Regions from separate parts of the Arachis hypogaea genome. Here region 2 is linked to region 1. A link is a contact called in public Hi-C data. All regions are on one chromosome and are shown on one strand. The core of a region is the stretch at or near the end of the contact, and the rest is flanking DNA. Distances in the headings are between cores, read along the strand shown. Region 1 holds the start of LOC112802588 (polynucleotide 5'-hydroxyl-kinase NOL9). Region 2 holds the start of LOC112802594.

Region 1 (7,456 bases), core at 3,318-5,817:
TCTTCTTTGACCTTAAAATCTCATTAAAAAATTTGGTTAACCAGTTGATGTCTTTTTCTCTAAGGCCCTTCTAAACTTCAATTGGGATATTATCAGGTCCTACTGCCCTGCTATTTTTCATTTGCTTTAGAGCCTATTTTACCTCGAAGTCTCAAAACCTTTGATAGTAGTCAAAGTTTTGATCTTCTTCCCTTATGCAAAACCGACCAAGGCTCAAAAAAGTCTTATGTCCCTCATTAAATAACTCGTAGAAGTAACTCTTCCACCTTTCATTAATCTTCTCCTCTTGAGCCAACACTTCTCCATCCTTATCCTTTATGCACTTAACCTGATCCAAATCTCTCGTTCTTCTTTCACGGCTCTTTGTGATTCTATATATACCTTTTTCTCCTTCTTTCGTGCCCAAAGACTGGTATAGACCCTCATATGCTCTTGTTCTTGCTTCACTTACAGCCATTTTTGTCTCTTTCTTGGCCGCCTTAAATTTTTCCTAATTATCTATGTTGCGGCATAAAGACTACTATTTAAAGCACTCCCTTTTTATCTTTATCTTTTCTTGTATACTCGCATTCTACCACCAGGACTCCTTGTCTCTTGGTCCTATTCCTTTAGATTCACCAAAGCTTTCTTTTGCTGTTCTTCTAATAACTTCTGCCATCTCCCTCCACATCTCTTCCGCGCTTCCATTCTCATCCCACTTTGCCTCTTCTCATATCCGTCTTAGGAAGCTTCTTTGTTCCTCACTTTTCATTCGCCACCACCTCGTCCTTGGGTTCTTCGTATGATGTCTTTTCCTCAACTTTTGCTCAACGCAAAAATCCATGACGAGCACCCTATGTTGTGTTGTCAAACTCTCTCCTGAGATAATTTTATAATTAATGCAAAATTTCCAGTTGACTCTCCTCAATAAGAAGAAGTCGATTTGAGAGCTTGTCATGCCACTTTTATAGGTTATAAGATGTTCGTCTCTCTTTTTAAAACATGTATTTGCGAGGAGAAGATCAAAGGTTGAGGAAAAGTCCAAAATAGTTTTACCCTTGGCATTAATCACCTCGAAACCATGGCCTCCATGAATACTCCCATACGTAATCACTTATCTCTCAACATGGCCATTTAAATCTCCTCCTAAGAAAATCTTATCTCCCGAATGTATGTCTTGAACCAAACTCTTTAGATCCTCCCAAAACCTTATCTTGTGTTGTTCGTCCGAACCCACTTGCGGTACATAGGCGCTAATCACATGAAAAATACCTCCCTCCACCACAAGTTTGATAGAGATGATCCGATCTCCCACCCTCTTGACATCCACTACGTCCTTCTTCCACTGCTTATCCACAATAATTCTAACCCCATTCCTATTCTTCACCTTTCTTGTATACCAAAGTTTGAAACCAGAAGTATCCAACTCCTTAGCCTTCGCACCAACCCATTTTGTTTCTTGTAGGCACATAATGTTAATCTTCCTTCTAGTCATAGTGTCCACCACCTCCATGGACTTTTCTGTTAGAGTGCCTATGTTCTATGTTCCAAATCTCAACCTTCTGTTATTCCGACCTTTACCTTTTACTTTATGAACTAGCTTATTTACCCTCATCCGTTCACGAAAATGTGAGAACCCTTACTCATTTAACACTACATTTGAGCACTGATACAGCGGCTCTTGCTCATTTGACACTATACTCGAGCCATACTGCGCGTTACTTTTGGGCAACGACCTAGCTTTAGCGTAATAATGTCTTTGATTCGTGTCATGGAGATTCGACTATATTTTTATGTTGGTTGTCGAAGACCTAACACAACCCTCCTCCTTTATCCGGGTTTGGGACCGGTTATGTATCGCAAGTGTAATATGCTTAATGAAAATTGGAAAATCAAGTCTAACATAAAAATAAATAGAGAATTAGAGATATACAGGATCTAAGGTGATGAATTGAACATCAAGGGAGCTATCATAGAGAATTTTAAAATTCGTCTAAAAAGATTGTGGATTGGTTGTACACTTGTACGTGATATCTGCTTAGCTAAACTATGATACTTTAAGCTGTGGAGTGAAAGATTGATAATGAATCTTTGATAGAAATAGAATATAACATGCTCATCTATAAAGTTTATTTTTAGTGAAGTTTTTCTTCTTGATAAATTCATTTACAACTGGCTGAGACTATATAACTGAATTTTGTAGTGTGTAAAAACTTTCATGCACATCACCCTCCCTTAGTTAACTTTTTTTTTTTGATTGAATAAAACGAAAATGAAGGTTGGAGAAGCAATAAAACAGTACAAATGAAAATTTTTAATTATATATATCTATAGAGAGAGAGTTTCAAGGTTTAAGAATTTAATCATTAATGCATGGTTATATTCCTTTTGACTTGTAATGATCAACAGCAGTAGAACGTGGTGATCACTATGAAGCTAAAATTATATTGTGCTTTAGTCATTGATTAATTATTTCTAACACTATGGATGCTAAATTGTGTACAGTTGAAGTTAATGGTGCAAGGACCTCTAGAAGGACATAGAGCAAATGCTGAGACCCAAGAAACTTTCTATGTTAAAACCACTAATAACATTTAAGATCTATCCTTATATGAAAGTCATGCAACAAACACTATAAAAAAATTCAACAACAATACAACAAATAGAACATTACCTAACGATGCCAAATCACAAAGTAAAAAGGTAGAACGGGTGGTGCAGGATGAACCAGGCGTATAGTTGTTATTTGTTGTCGGTAGGTAAACTTAACTCCTTTCAATTTATTCTGATTAAATTCACCTTGAACGAAAACAACAATAGATATAGTTTAGTTTCTATCATGTCAAACACTGCTAGTTGATTAAATTATAATGTATTTACGCTAAATTCTTCTCGGTCCAATTTTAATAAAAAATTTTCCATAGTAAAAGATTGTTTATGTAGGGAGAAGAAGGATATAATATATTAGCTACAATGCAATATTAATTCAAACCAAGATAAAATGCATGCAATATTAAGCATAGAAAGAAGAATAGAATTATGTAGCGGAGTTAACATAAACATGGAAGATACAAAGTTTCATTTGAAAGCAACAAAGCGAAAATGGGTAGTGAAAAAAAATTTTGACCTAATTTTACAAGACAAAAGACCCAAATATCGAAAATTGAAACTCACTACCTCGAAGAGTGATGAATATAGTAGATATAGTTTAAGGAATTGAACAAAAAAATTAACAGAAACATAATAGAGTGGATACAAACCTATACAGTAGCTGCAGAAAGATCTTCTTTTACCTTAGTTGCTAAATTATTTTAAAATTACAGAAGTCAGGACATCAAAAACCAAAGAAAAAACGAACAATTCATGCTGCATCACTTAGAAATATCACTTGCTCTTATTGGATGCAAAATTAAAGATAAGAAGAAATCAGGTTAAGACCTTTTGGGGAAGGGCAATTAGAATCCTGGCAACAATATTACGGTTTTGGATTTTTTGCATCAACGGTGAATTTTCTGCATCAACGGAAAAAGACGCCTCGCAACAACAATAACAACCTTTACATGATCAAATAGTAAAGGACACACACAACTCATCATCGCAAATAATTACAAATCTTTCATTGGAAAAAGAAAAAAGAAATACCCTTAAGTGGGAGCACGTTTCTTGAGAGTGATTTAGTGCTGCTGCTTGCTATGAAGACACTGTTTAAATAAACAAAAATACTATTAAAAAAATAAAAAGAAGTATGAGTAGGAATATTAAAATCTTATACTTTTATTTTTTCATAGAACTTGTTGGGCAGTCTGTTGTAAAATACCTATAAATGCTTATAGTTGTAGCAACTTCTGTCGGCACAAACGCCGTCGAACTTGTCTCTGCATCCGTTTCTTTCCTGGTTGCAATTCTTGACCCATTCTACTATGGCTGTAGCATGCACGATAGTGGACCCATGCTGCCTTAGGCTCCTCCACCATCATAGCTGCCGTCGCCACCGCATCTACCTTCGTAATATCTAATCTCTACCACCATCGCTGTTGTCTTTTTTACCACGGCGACTTTTTTAAAGATTGAAGCTATTAGATACAGTGACATCAATTGTCTTGAAACTCTATAATTTCCATTTTTAAATTGGATTAGGAAAAAAAACTGAAGAAAAAAAGAAATAGAAAAATAGTATGAGAATAGAGAAATAAATTGAAGAGAAGGAAGAGGAACTAAAAATGATGAAAAAGAAAAAAGAAAAATAAAAAGTGAGAATAGAGAGAAAACGTAAATGATTATAATAAATCTTTTTTCAATTTTAATTTTGAATTCAAAATTTTAAATTTTAAATTTCATGCTCAATTGTTGTATTTGTGACAAGTAACAACAATGACACGAGATGAGAGAGATGAACTCGATGTAAGAAGAAGAAATTGTTGATAATGAATCTAGAGCATGCTATGTTAGATTTCTACTGGGAATAAATCTTCTTTTAAAGGATAGTTATAGGATAATGGATATAGGATTAGGACCGGACTTGCATCAAAATCGGTGAGAATCGATTTGACCCGTATATATTACTAGATTTCCTGGAAACTGGGGAACTAGTCAGTTTTTGAAATTCGGACCGGTCTATTTTTAAGAAAAAAAAAAAAAACCTTCCAATACTACGTCGTTTTAGTTTAAAAAAAAAAAACAAAACCCTAATTTCCCAACGGCAACCCAAGGCCCCAACCATCCCCAACCTAAAGTCCTAAAGTCTCAGCTCACTCTCTCATCACAGATTCACTCACTCTCACCTCTCTACCTCACTCACCGCAGTTCCGAACGTTCACCGCCGAACACAACGGCAGCCAACGGAGGACGTCACTCGTCACTCCCCTCGCTTGCTCCTCTGCGTCGTCTCGGCGCCGCGGTGTCTGCTCGCCTCTGCCTTCTTCGTCTTTGTTGTCCTGGCCGCCTTGGCTCCGTCATTCCTCGCCTGCCTCCGCCTCGTGCCTCTTCTGCCTCTGCTTCCTCCGTCGTCATCGTGTTGGCTCCTCTGCTGGCTCTGCTCTGCTCTGCTCTGCTCCTCTTCGAAGCTCTGCTCTCTCTCTCGCCGGTGGCCTGCTCTGCAACGGGGCAACACTGCAGCGGCCTCAAGTTGGAAAACCGTCCCTGATTCTGTTTCTGACTTTCTGCTTCTGCACTGTAGTGTAGGTGAGTCTGGTTTTTAGTTATTCTTATTAATTTTTTTATACTGGATTTTTGCTATTTTAATGTATTGATGGTAATTGTATTAGTATGTAAAACTGATTGATATAATTTGTAATAGGTTTAGATGAATTGTATTTGTATGTAAAACTAATTGATTTAGTTTGTTGTTCTCTTTGTTCTTTTTCCTTTCTTGAGGCTTGTATACTAAAGTTGGAGAAACAGATAATAGAGCAAAAGACATTTTCATTAACACTACAAAATTTGTTTCCTAGCTTGATAATCAAATGGTGAAGATTCAATAAAAAGGTCTTCTTCTGGTGTTGTGTAGCACTGTTTAATTTCCTCGGTGGATTAATCACTTTGCAATGGTTTGATTTGGAGCTCAGTGGTAATAAATAAGAGTTTGTTTTTAAAAGAGAGAAAATGGGAAGGTTCTAGCAGTTTTAAGTTTCAACATGGAATTTTCATTTGAGTTGAAGTTTTCTTGTTATATTTGTCTTGGTTTTCATTCAGGAAGGGTCTTCCATGTTCTGTTCTTTGGCCCTTTTGTTTTCCTTTTCATCTTTAAAACAAAGATGCTAAAAAGTGCAAAACAAGAGAGTGACTGTATGGAAAACTAGAAACAAGAAAATATTCAACAATGAATCTGTGAATGTACAGGCGATGAAAAGGTTGATTTCATTTTATAAGGAGTCATGGAAACGAGGCACGAAAGACAGGATAATTGATCATTGAAGCTGTTTTGTTTCGTGCCAGTAGCTAGTGGATTTTTTTGTGTTAGGAGTGATTACTAGTTACTTTGTTTTGTGTTGATTGATCTGCGTTTTGTATTCTTGCTTTGGTTGTATCTTTTCGTCCTGTTGCTGCTGGTTGTTGTAGTTGTTTTGCTCCTCACCACCCTCTTTGGATTTATGGATGTGACTTAGGCTTTTCTAGGGGAATGTTCATCTCCACAAAAAAATATTGGAATGCTGCTATATTAGTTTATTTTCTAATGGAATATTTCCTGTAAAACAAAAAAGTCATAATTTCAGCCTTCATATTAATATATTATAACTTTAATATTCAAGATTTCTCTTTTTCTTGATTAATCTCTGGACATTTGATTATTTAAGTGACACCGGGTTAACTGGTTCAACCAATGACCTAGTAGTCTGACTGGTTCGGTTATGATAACTATGGTAGTTTGTCCTTTTAATCTTTCAGTGATATTTTTGTTGGTGCCTAAATCTTGAGGAAATTTTTGGTGGTTTACTGGTTTACCCAATTTTCTCAAACATTATTTTTCCAAGATTGATATTTTTAGTACCGTATCCCAATGGACATAGTCTAAACTTGGCAGTGTGAACAGTTTCATCCACACTCCAGAAACTTGAAGATGAGATCAAATGAGAGCCCTTTGACGGAGATATACATACCAGGAGAATGGTCGGATGCGGTGGAGTTTATCGTGTCAAAGTGGAGCCCTCCTCCTATTGTTTTGATTTGCGGTGCCAAGAATTGTGGGAAGACAACATTTTCCCGCCATCTCATGAATGTGATGTTGCAGAATGGCATGTGTTCCTACGCCAAGGTTGCTTACCTTGACACCGATGTCGGCCAGCCTGAGTTCACTCCTCCTGGTTTTCTCTCTCTCACCATTGTTGACAAAGTCACTTCAGGTATGATCAAAGATATTTCCTCATCCGTCCTTCCATTTTTATTATTATTATAATATTATTGAGTTACTGAGGTTACACAAAGTAACATTTGGCTGAAAGTTATCTATGGAAGAATAAAAAACCAAAAGTACATGAAGGATCATGTTTTTGCTAATAAAAATACCTATATTTTGAATACATTGTCAAATGAATCAAGCGTATAGTGGCAAATTTCTCTCTTTTTCATGGATAGTTTTGTCAGCCACAATCTTTGATTGTTCCTGCGTAATTTAATTGTTATTAGTATTGATTCATAATAGCTTATGTCTTGCTCTTCTTTTCCTACCTGTTATTTTAGATTTGACAACTCCATGCCTGAAAACACCGGAGAGGTACGAAGTGTTTTATTTTCTTTATCTTAATATTTTGGGAACTTAATATCTCTTTTTTGTTTTGTAGTTTTGTTTTATTTATTTGTTTGTTTTGCATGTTGTAATGTTTCTTTGGATTTGAAAAATTCAAATATTTGACCAAGATGCTCCTTGTCATACATGTTCTTCATGTATTAGTTATTCTTGCCTTTGGTTGATATGAAGCAATTAATTGGACTTCTTGACTTACTACCTGCCATTTATTTTGTAGGTGCCTTTATTTTGGTG
Region 2 (7,456 bases), core at 3,478-5,977, 140 kb after region 1:
AGAAGATAAATATCAATTATGTTGTATGAGATTTAATTCAGATCAACCTATTGCAGTTTTGATAGATTTTTGGTTTGATTTGGATTGAATTAGATGAATAATTTGTTTGAATGGATTTATATTTAAACACCCCGATTAAATAGTACCTTTTTCACATTTAAATAGTGTAATCGTTTCAAATTTTGATGAAAAATAGTTTTATTATAATTTGATTCTATTTTTAAAAATAATTCCCCTAAAAGAAGTTAACAGAAAAGTCCATTTTAACCTATAATTTTTTGGGGGTAATTTCTTAGTAGAATAAACCATTAAAATCTATTTCCTTAAATATTATTTAGGCTAATTTTATGATGTTTGTTATTTGGTATTTCATTTTTGTTTAAATTTTTTATAATAATTTTAAATTAAATATTTTAATTTTTATACTTTTAAAATTAAAATTAATTATCTAATCTATTTTAATAATAAAACAATAACTTTTAAGCACTATAACAAATATTTTTTATTTATATGTTATTGGTATGGTATTGGTGTTTTTGTTGTTAGTATTGGCCACCAAAGCCTTAAAATATGTTTGTTCTCCCACTTTCCAAGAAAATACGAACGTGACCGACCCAAACCTCAACCAGCAACAGCAACATCTCCTCAAAGTCATTCCACATTCTCTCTCTCCTATTACGCGCTTCTACTTTTCGCCGTTTCGGTGTTGCTGACCCAACCCAAGCCAACCCAACTTGCCTCCCCCCTTTTCCTTTCTCTCTTTCTCGCTCTCTCTCATATACACAAAGCCTTTCAATGCGTGCGTGAGAGAAGGAAGAGAGAGAGAGATTTTATCGGGAACCTTCTACGACCGTTTTTTCTCTGAAGTAGCCAAGCCAACATAGTGGTCCCATAAACGCCACACGATGAAGCGAAGGTTCGAAACGCTGTCGTCTCTAACCCGAAAGAGATCCATTCAGTTCCTGGCCGGAGCCGCCTTCCTCTACCTCCTCCTGGTAACCTTTGAAGTTCCCTTAGTCTTCCGCTCCCTCACGCTCCAAGACTTCTCCACCGCCACCACGCGCTCCAGTTCCACCACCACCAGACTCCTCAGCCAACAAGACCTCCAACACCACCAAGCTCCAAACCGCCCCTTCAAAACCGTCTCACACAACAACCTCTCTCCGAGTCAAACTCACTCCCAACCCGGTTTCCTCTCAGGCCTCACCCTCGACCCGAATACATTTGAATCGACCCGCAAGGACGGCTCCGCCGACCTCTACAAGCTAGCCGACAACGCCCGGGAAGTGGGCCTGCGCCTCTGGACCGAGCTTCAGAACCCGGACGTTCCAAAGCCCAAGCCCGCCAAGCCGGAAAACCGGTCCGGCACGTGTCCCAGCTCGGTTTCTGTGTCCGGTTCGGAATTCTCAGGCGTGGTGTCGCTGCCGTGCGGGCTGACGTTGGGATCGCACGTGACGGTTGTCGGGAGGGCGAAGGCGGCGAGGCCGGAGTTCGAGTCGACGATATCGAGGGTGAGGGAGGACGACGAACCGACGCTGGTGTCGCAGTTCGTGGTGGAGCTGCAGGGACTGAAAACCGTTGAAGGTGAGGAGCCTCCGAGAATCTTTCACTTCAATCCTAGGTTGAAGGGAGATTGGAGCGGGAGGCCTGTGATCGAGATGAACACTTGTTACCGAATGCAGTGGGGCGCTTCTCTTAGGTGTGACGGTTGGAAATCCAAGGCTGATGATGATACTGGTATGTATGTGTATGTTGTAGTATAGTAGATCACTAGAGAGGACTTGTTTGAATTTGTTACTATTATCTTGATATATACCACTGCCAGGGTATCCATCATTTCGGAACAAAAGTGACTTTTTCCTTCCCTTTTCACATGATAAAAAATTTCTACTCAATTATTAAGCAAATTTAAGTATTGCGTACTAGGTTGCAGATTGTTTTTCTGTTTGAGAAATAAAGAAGCTCAATTTGTATGCATAATTAAAAGAAAGCTGATTTTTTTTTTCCTGGCTTATGAAAACCGATACGTTTAAATTTCTGCTTATTTCTTTAAAGGAAAAAAAACATTGTTTAAGTTCATAAATTGTAAGTGATTGCGTTAAAAAGAAAGGAAAGGGAACAGTTAAGTTAGAACAATAATTAATTTTTTTTTATTGGTGCAATAATCTAGATGAAATGATTTTTTGAATGGAAAAAAAAAGTGAGGATATGTGGTTGGTTTGTTATGGTTTGTGTCTTCTTCCCTCTTGGTTTTGAGAGAGAAGTATAATGCAAAATGGAAACTGATTTCACTTAATTTGAAGGATTTGATAATATCTTATGGGACAGATCTTGTTAGTTTGTTCTATGAATGAATTACTAGGAGAATGCTACAGTAATACAGAAGAGTGTATAGTTTAATAGGATGACACCCTTTCGTTTAGCTAAGAATATATTCAATTTTATGGTTGTCTGTGATTCTTTTAAACCAGTTGTGGATTGAATTGTCTCATTTGAAAGATGTGTCATATTTTGAATATGACACTGCTTCTGTTCGAAACAGTTGATAGGCTGGTGAAGTGTGAGAAGTGGATTCGGGATGACGAAGGTCGCACAGAGGAGTCTAAGGCAACATGGTGGTTGAATAGACTCATTGGCCGCACAAAGAAAGTAACAGTTGACTGGCCGTTCCCATTCTCTGAGGACAAGCTGTTTGTTCTTACCCTTAATGCTGGATTGGAGGGTTATCATGTTACTGTCGATGGGAGGCATGTGGCCTCTTTTCCCTATCGCACTGTGAGTTAACTAATATGAACTTGTTAGGCGGAACCTTATGGATTTGCATATTTTCTTAAATTTGCTTTCTAATTTTCCCAGGGATTCACTCTTGAGGATGCCACTGGGCTTGCATTGGGAGGAGACATTGATGTCCACTCTGTATTTGCTGCTTCTTTGCCCTCAACACATCCTAGTTTTGCGACACAGAGGCAACTTGAATTTTCAACCAGGTGGCGAGCCCCACCACTTCCAGACTCTGGAGTGGAACTGTTTATTGGTGTACTCTCAGCTGGAAACCATTTTGCTGAGCGAATGGCTACAAGGAGGTCATGGATGCAGCATACGCTTATCAAATCATCGAAAGTGGTTTCTCGTTTCTTTGTCGCACTGGTAATGATGATAAATTGACAAGCTATTATTTATTTATTGTTAAAAATGATTGTAGTTATAATTTCATTTCCAATGTCTAGTTGGGGGTTCTTAACATATGATTGAAACTTTTGCAGAATCCAAGAAAAGAAATCAATAGAGAGTTGAAGAAAGAAGCAGAATTTTTCGGTGACATTGTTATAGTGCCTTACCTGGATAACTATGACCTTGTCGTCTTGAAAACAGTAGCCATATGTGAATACGGGGTGAGTTGTTGATTGACTAAAAGTTTTGAGTTTGAAATAGGAAGAATGTTTTGCTGACAATGAAATCTTCTTTACAATTGTTCATAGGTTCACACAGTTTCAGCTAAGTATGTCATGAAGGGTGATGATGACACGTTTGTAAGAGTGGATTCTGTTATCGACCAAGCGAGGAAGTTTTCAGATGAATCAAGCTTTTATATTGGAAACATAAATTACTACCACAAGCCATTACGCCATGGTAAATGGGCAGTAGCATATGAGGTAATCAGAATTCATCACAATGCTTTAGTGTTTAGAATCATGGAGGAGGCATGTCCTGAAATAATTTGCGAAATTACTTGTTAGGTGAACTAAAGAATTTCAGTGTATGATTTTTAAATGAATTTCGTATGGTTTGGACTAAGTTCCATGTTCATATTTGTTGCTATATTAGAAACTTATTGAATTTCTTTTCTTTCCTTTTTGGGTACCTTTTTCTTTCAGGAATGGCCAGAAGAGGATTATCCACCCTATGCTAATGGGCCAGGTTATATTTTGTCTTCTGACATCGCTCAGTACATTGTTTCTGAGTTTGAGGCGCATAAATTAAGGGTTAGTAAGATTAATTAATGCTTCATATTTTTATCCTCATATTCGTTTGAAGTTTTTCACTGAATGCCTTTATGGTCTCTTGGTGCAGTTGTTTAAGATGGAAGACGTGAGTATGGGGATGTGGGTAGAGCAATTTAACAAGACAAAACGAGTGGAATACTCGCATAGCTTAAAGTTCTGCCAATTCGGCTGCATAGAAGACTATTACACGGCTCATTACCAATCGCCAAGGCAAATGATGTGCTTGTGGGATAAATTGCAAAGAGAGGGAAAGCCTCAATGTTGCAATATGCGATGACACAAAAAAGGTACTAAGTTGCTACACACTTTGGATTTGGATTTGGATTCAGGAGGAGAGGGACAGAGGAAAACAAGTTTTGCAGTGAAGTCCTAGCATCAAATATTGTATATAACTGTGGAGCTTGGTATTAGATGAATGGCGATCTGTGTAAATTGGCGTTTTTGAATATCTATTTTTTATTTATTATTTATTGGTTATTTCAATCATTGTTACTGATTATTCTTACTCCCTCATTTTTTGAGGGACATTCTTTTGGCACGGGATTGGAAGGTGAAGTAGAAAGTTGGACGGGAAGTTGTTAGATACGCAAATTTTGTCAAATAATTCGAACGTAGCATTCAAATGTCATTCATTATGTCATTCATTTAGTCATTACGTAGATGTAACGTAAGAGACAGCTGCATTAGACTGGTTCGACAATTTCATGTTCATTTTTCGTTGACGGAAATTTCAGGTTCAGTTTCAGCTAAAAGATTTTTTGGTTGGAAATGGACTTTTTTGATGTATATATAAGTGAGTCGATGTTGCAGATATAATAGGTGATACACGCCGATGTGCTGATGTAGCATGCATGTACCTTGATGGACACATGTCAAAATCAGAAGTAAGACGCATCATGCGTGTTGTCCACATGACGACTATCCAATCCAAGTAACATGTACCATGCGTGTTGGACACGTGTCAGACATGTAAGCAACACGTATCCTATGTGTTGTACATGTGTCAAATGTTGGTTGGATGATATTGTAACATGTAATTTATAAGTTGAGTCATCTGTCTATAAAAACTGAAACTCGTTATCTTTTTACTTTATTGTGAGAGGTGTTTTCCTACATTGTTGTTGTGATGGAGGGCACTATAAATATAGTGGTCTATTACAACAGTGAGGTTATAAAAAATACATATGAGGAAATGAATTTTGTGTGTGAGGATACATTTTTGTTTGTGGTTCCGTGTGCAATAATGTTCGCAGAACTATAATATGTGTTCTATCAGAGCATAGAGAGTGATATTTTAAAGAGAGTGAGCAACATTTTCTACAAGAGTTCGGTTGTTGTATTTGGTGGCTTGATACAGTTTGAGATTATACTGACCGTTAATGAAATAAATATTCGGTGAATGTTTTATATTCACCAGCAAATTCAGGTGCAACACTCATGGATTGAGTTGTATATTAAATTTAAATATATAGTTGTGGATAAGATTCAACATGACCCAGATGTACAAGAGAACAGAGCTTAAGCGTACAAAGGAATGAGCAATGATAGTGACGAGGAGTTCGAACCTACGTACGAAGCTGGTGACCAGGACGAGGACGACAACGGGGGAAGTAAGGCAGTCGCAGAAACTTTAGTGGTTTCACCTGCAGTCAATCAATTGACGAACGTTTCACCTTTTATGCGTAGTTTGGATCTTGACGCCATACATGCACCGGAGTTCCCTGAATATGCGAACATAGGTACGTGAGGAGTGGGTAGTATGTTTCTTTAGTTTTGTTTTGACAGATCGATGAGTGACAATTTATTTATTTTTTTTATAGGTGTTGTTGATCTTAAAGACGGAGAGTTCAGGATAGGAATGGAATACAGTTCTAGAAAATCGGTCATTGCGGCAATTCAGAGTTACACTATCTCTAGAAGAGTCGATTACGTCATTTATGAATTTGAGCCACAGACGATCTATGCAAAATGCAAGACTTATGGACGTGGATGCGATTTGCTTATCCGAGTAAGCTTGATACAGAAGAAATCTTGTTGGGAGATTCGGAGATACAACAGGAGGCACATGTGTTTCATGGAAACGATCTCACAATATCACTCCAAGTTGGACTCGGATACGATTGCTGAGGCTATGAAATTATTGGTTGAATCCGACCCATTTATAAAGGAAAATCTAACTCACCATTTTCCTCCAACTTCAATCACTCATAACTTTTTCACAGCTCCGATTGACGAGCTGTTTGTGACCACGCGTTTGTCTTGAAACCCTTTTCAATTATATTTAAATAGTTTGGTGAGTACTCAAAATTCCAGTTCTAGTTTCCCATTCAAAGATAATTTCGTGTTGGAGTTTGGGTATTGAGGGTTTTTGGTGATTTTGATGTTATAGGAGTTCTCTAACTTGTGTTGTTGGTTGTTTTCATCACCAGTTTTAGTGGGTAAAAAAAAAAGGATCTATTTTTTTCTTAGCTCATCAATTTATGTAAACTATAGTTTTTGATATTGTGCCAAATTATATGATTTGGTGTTAGTTTGAGTATTTGGGAGCTTAGCTTGGTGAAATTATAGAACTTGGACTTGGACATTGGTGTGAACCAACTTGAGGTTAGGAAAGTTTGGAAAGGAAAGATTGAAAGTTTGGAATTTGCGACATTAAGGTATGTGTTTAAGTTTTGGATAAGTACCATGTAATATGACAAGAAATTCTAGGCTAGTGGACCTAGGATATCGTTGAATTGTTGTGGTTGGTTGTTTGGTTTAGTGGAATTGTGATATATATTGGTTGATGACTGAGTTTGAATGAGATTGAATAAATATTGTGAATTGATTGTCTATTGAGGCGTTGATATAAAAATTGGGTCAGAGGCTGTGATTGGGTAAGGAATCCTCTAGGAAGTTGTAATATCTTTATTAAAAGAAAATTAAATAAATAATAATTAAATATGGTTCGACGGAAGTGGAAAACATTTAGAATCATAATTTAGAAATTTAAATGTGATATTTGGATTCGGAGGATTTTTCTGAGTAAAAAAATGTACTTTTCTGCAAAAAAATGTGTAAGGACGCGTATTGGAAATTTAACCAGTAGTACCGACTTAGACTGTTCGATACTGTGAGTGATGAAAAAATTAATATGAGTCAGAAAGATTAAGAAAGTAGAATTTACAATTTGGAGAAATGAAAATAATTCAAATTCAAATTAAAACACTAATCTTAAGGGTTTTGGCTCAAAGTTGGGCTAACGGGCTAAACCAAGTGAACCGGATCCAAGTGGGCCCAAGCCCACACTATATAAACCCCATTTTAGTACAACACAAGCACATTTTCTCCCTTTAGAAGAGAAAGACACGGATTTGAGGAAGAGAGAAAGGAAGAACACCAAAAACCCAAGCTTCACAAAACTTCAAGTATCATAACTTTTGATTCGGAGCTCCGATTGACAGGTCGCTTGT

The links. Hi-C and Micro-C count contacts between places; a contact is called where the count stands out from the background.
Region 2: a Hi-C map of an unstated tissue shows a contact between it and region 1, with 3 times the contacts expected there. The contact joins the promoter of LOC112802594 here to the promoter of LOC112802588 in region 1. A contact is called at or near these places in 2 of 8 Hi-C or Micro-C datasets (leaf and an unstated tissue).

The regions. Positions count from the first base shown.
Region 1 is chr5:107,878,045-107,885,500 of arahy.Tifrunner.gnm2.J5K5, forward strand. It overlaps LOC112802588 (polynucleotide 5'-hydroxyl-kinase NOL9), which reads left to right and starts at 4,568. Exons shown (of 9, transcript XM_025845854.3): 1 at 4,568-5,160; 2 at 6,509-6,818; 3 at 7,156-7,189; 4 at 7,440-7,456. The coding sequence starts at 6,536. LOC140184758 (a long non-coding RNA gene) reads right to left here and starts at 4,545. Exons shown (of 2, transcript XR_011882391.1): 1 at 3,797-4,545; 2 at 3,252-3,680.
Region 2 is chr5:108,017,201-108,024,656 of arahy.Tifrunner.gnm2.J5K5, forward strand. It overlaps LOC112802594, which reads left to right and starts at 4,728. Exons shown (of 2, transcript XM_025845861.3): 1 at 4,728-5,743; 2 at 5,825-6,652. The coding sequence starts at 5,539. The coding sequence ends at 6,267. It overlaps LOC112802593 (hydroxyproline O-galactosyltransferase GALT6), which reads left to right and starts at 484. Exons shown (of 7, transcript XM_025845860.3): 1 at 484-1,737; 2 at 2,543-2,775; 3 at 2,857-3,147; 4 at 3,264-3,392; 5 at 3,480-3,653; 6 at 3,876-3,983; 7 at 4,072-4,632. The coding sequence starts at 906. The coding sequence ends at 4,281.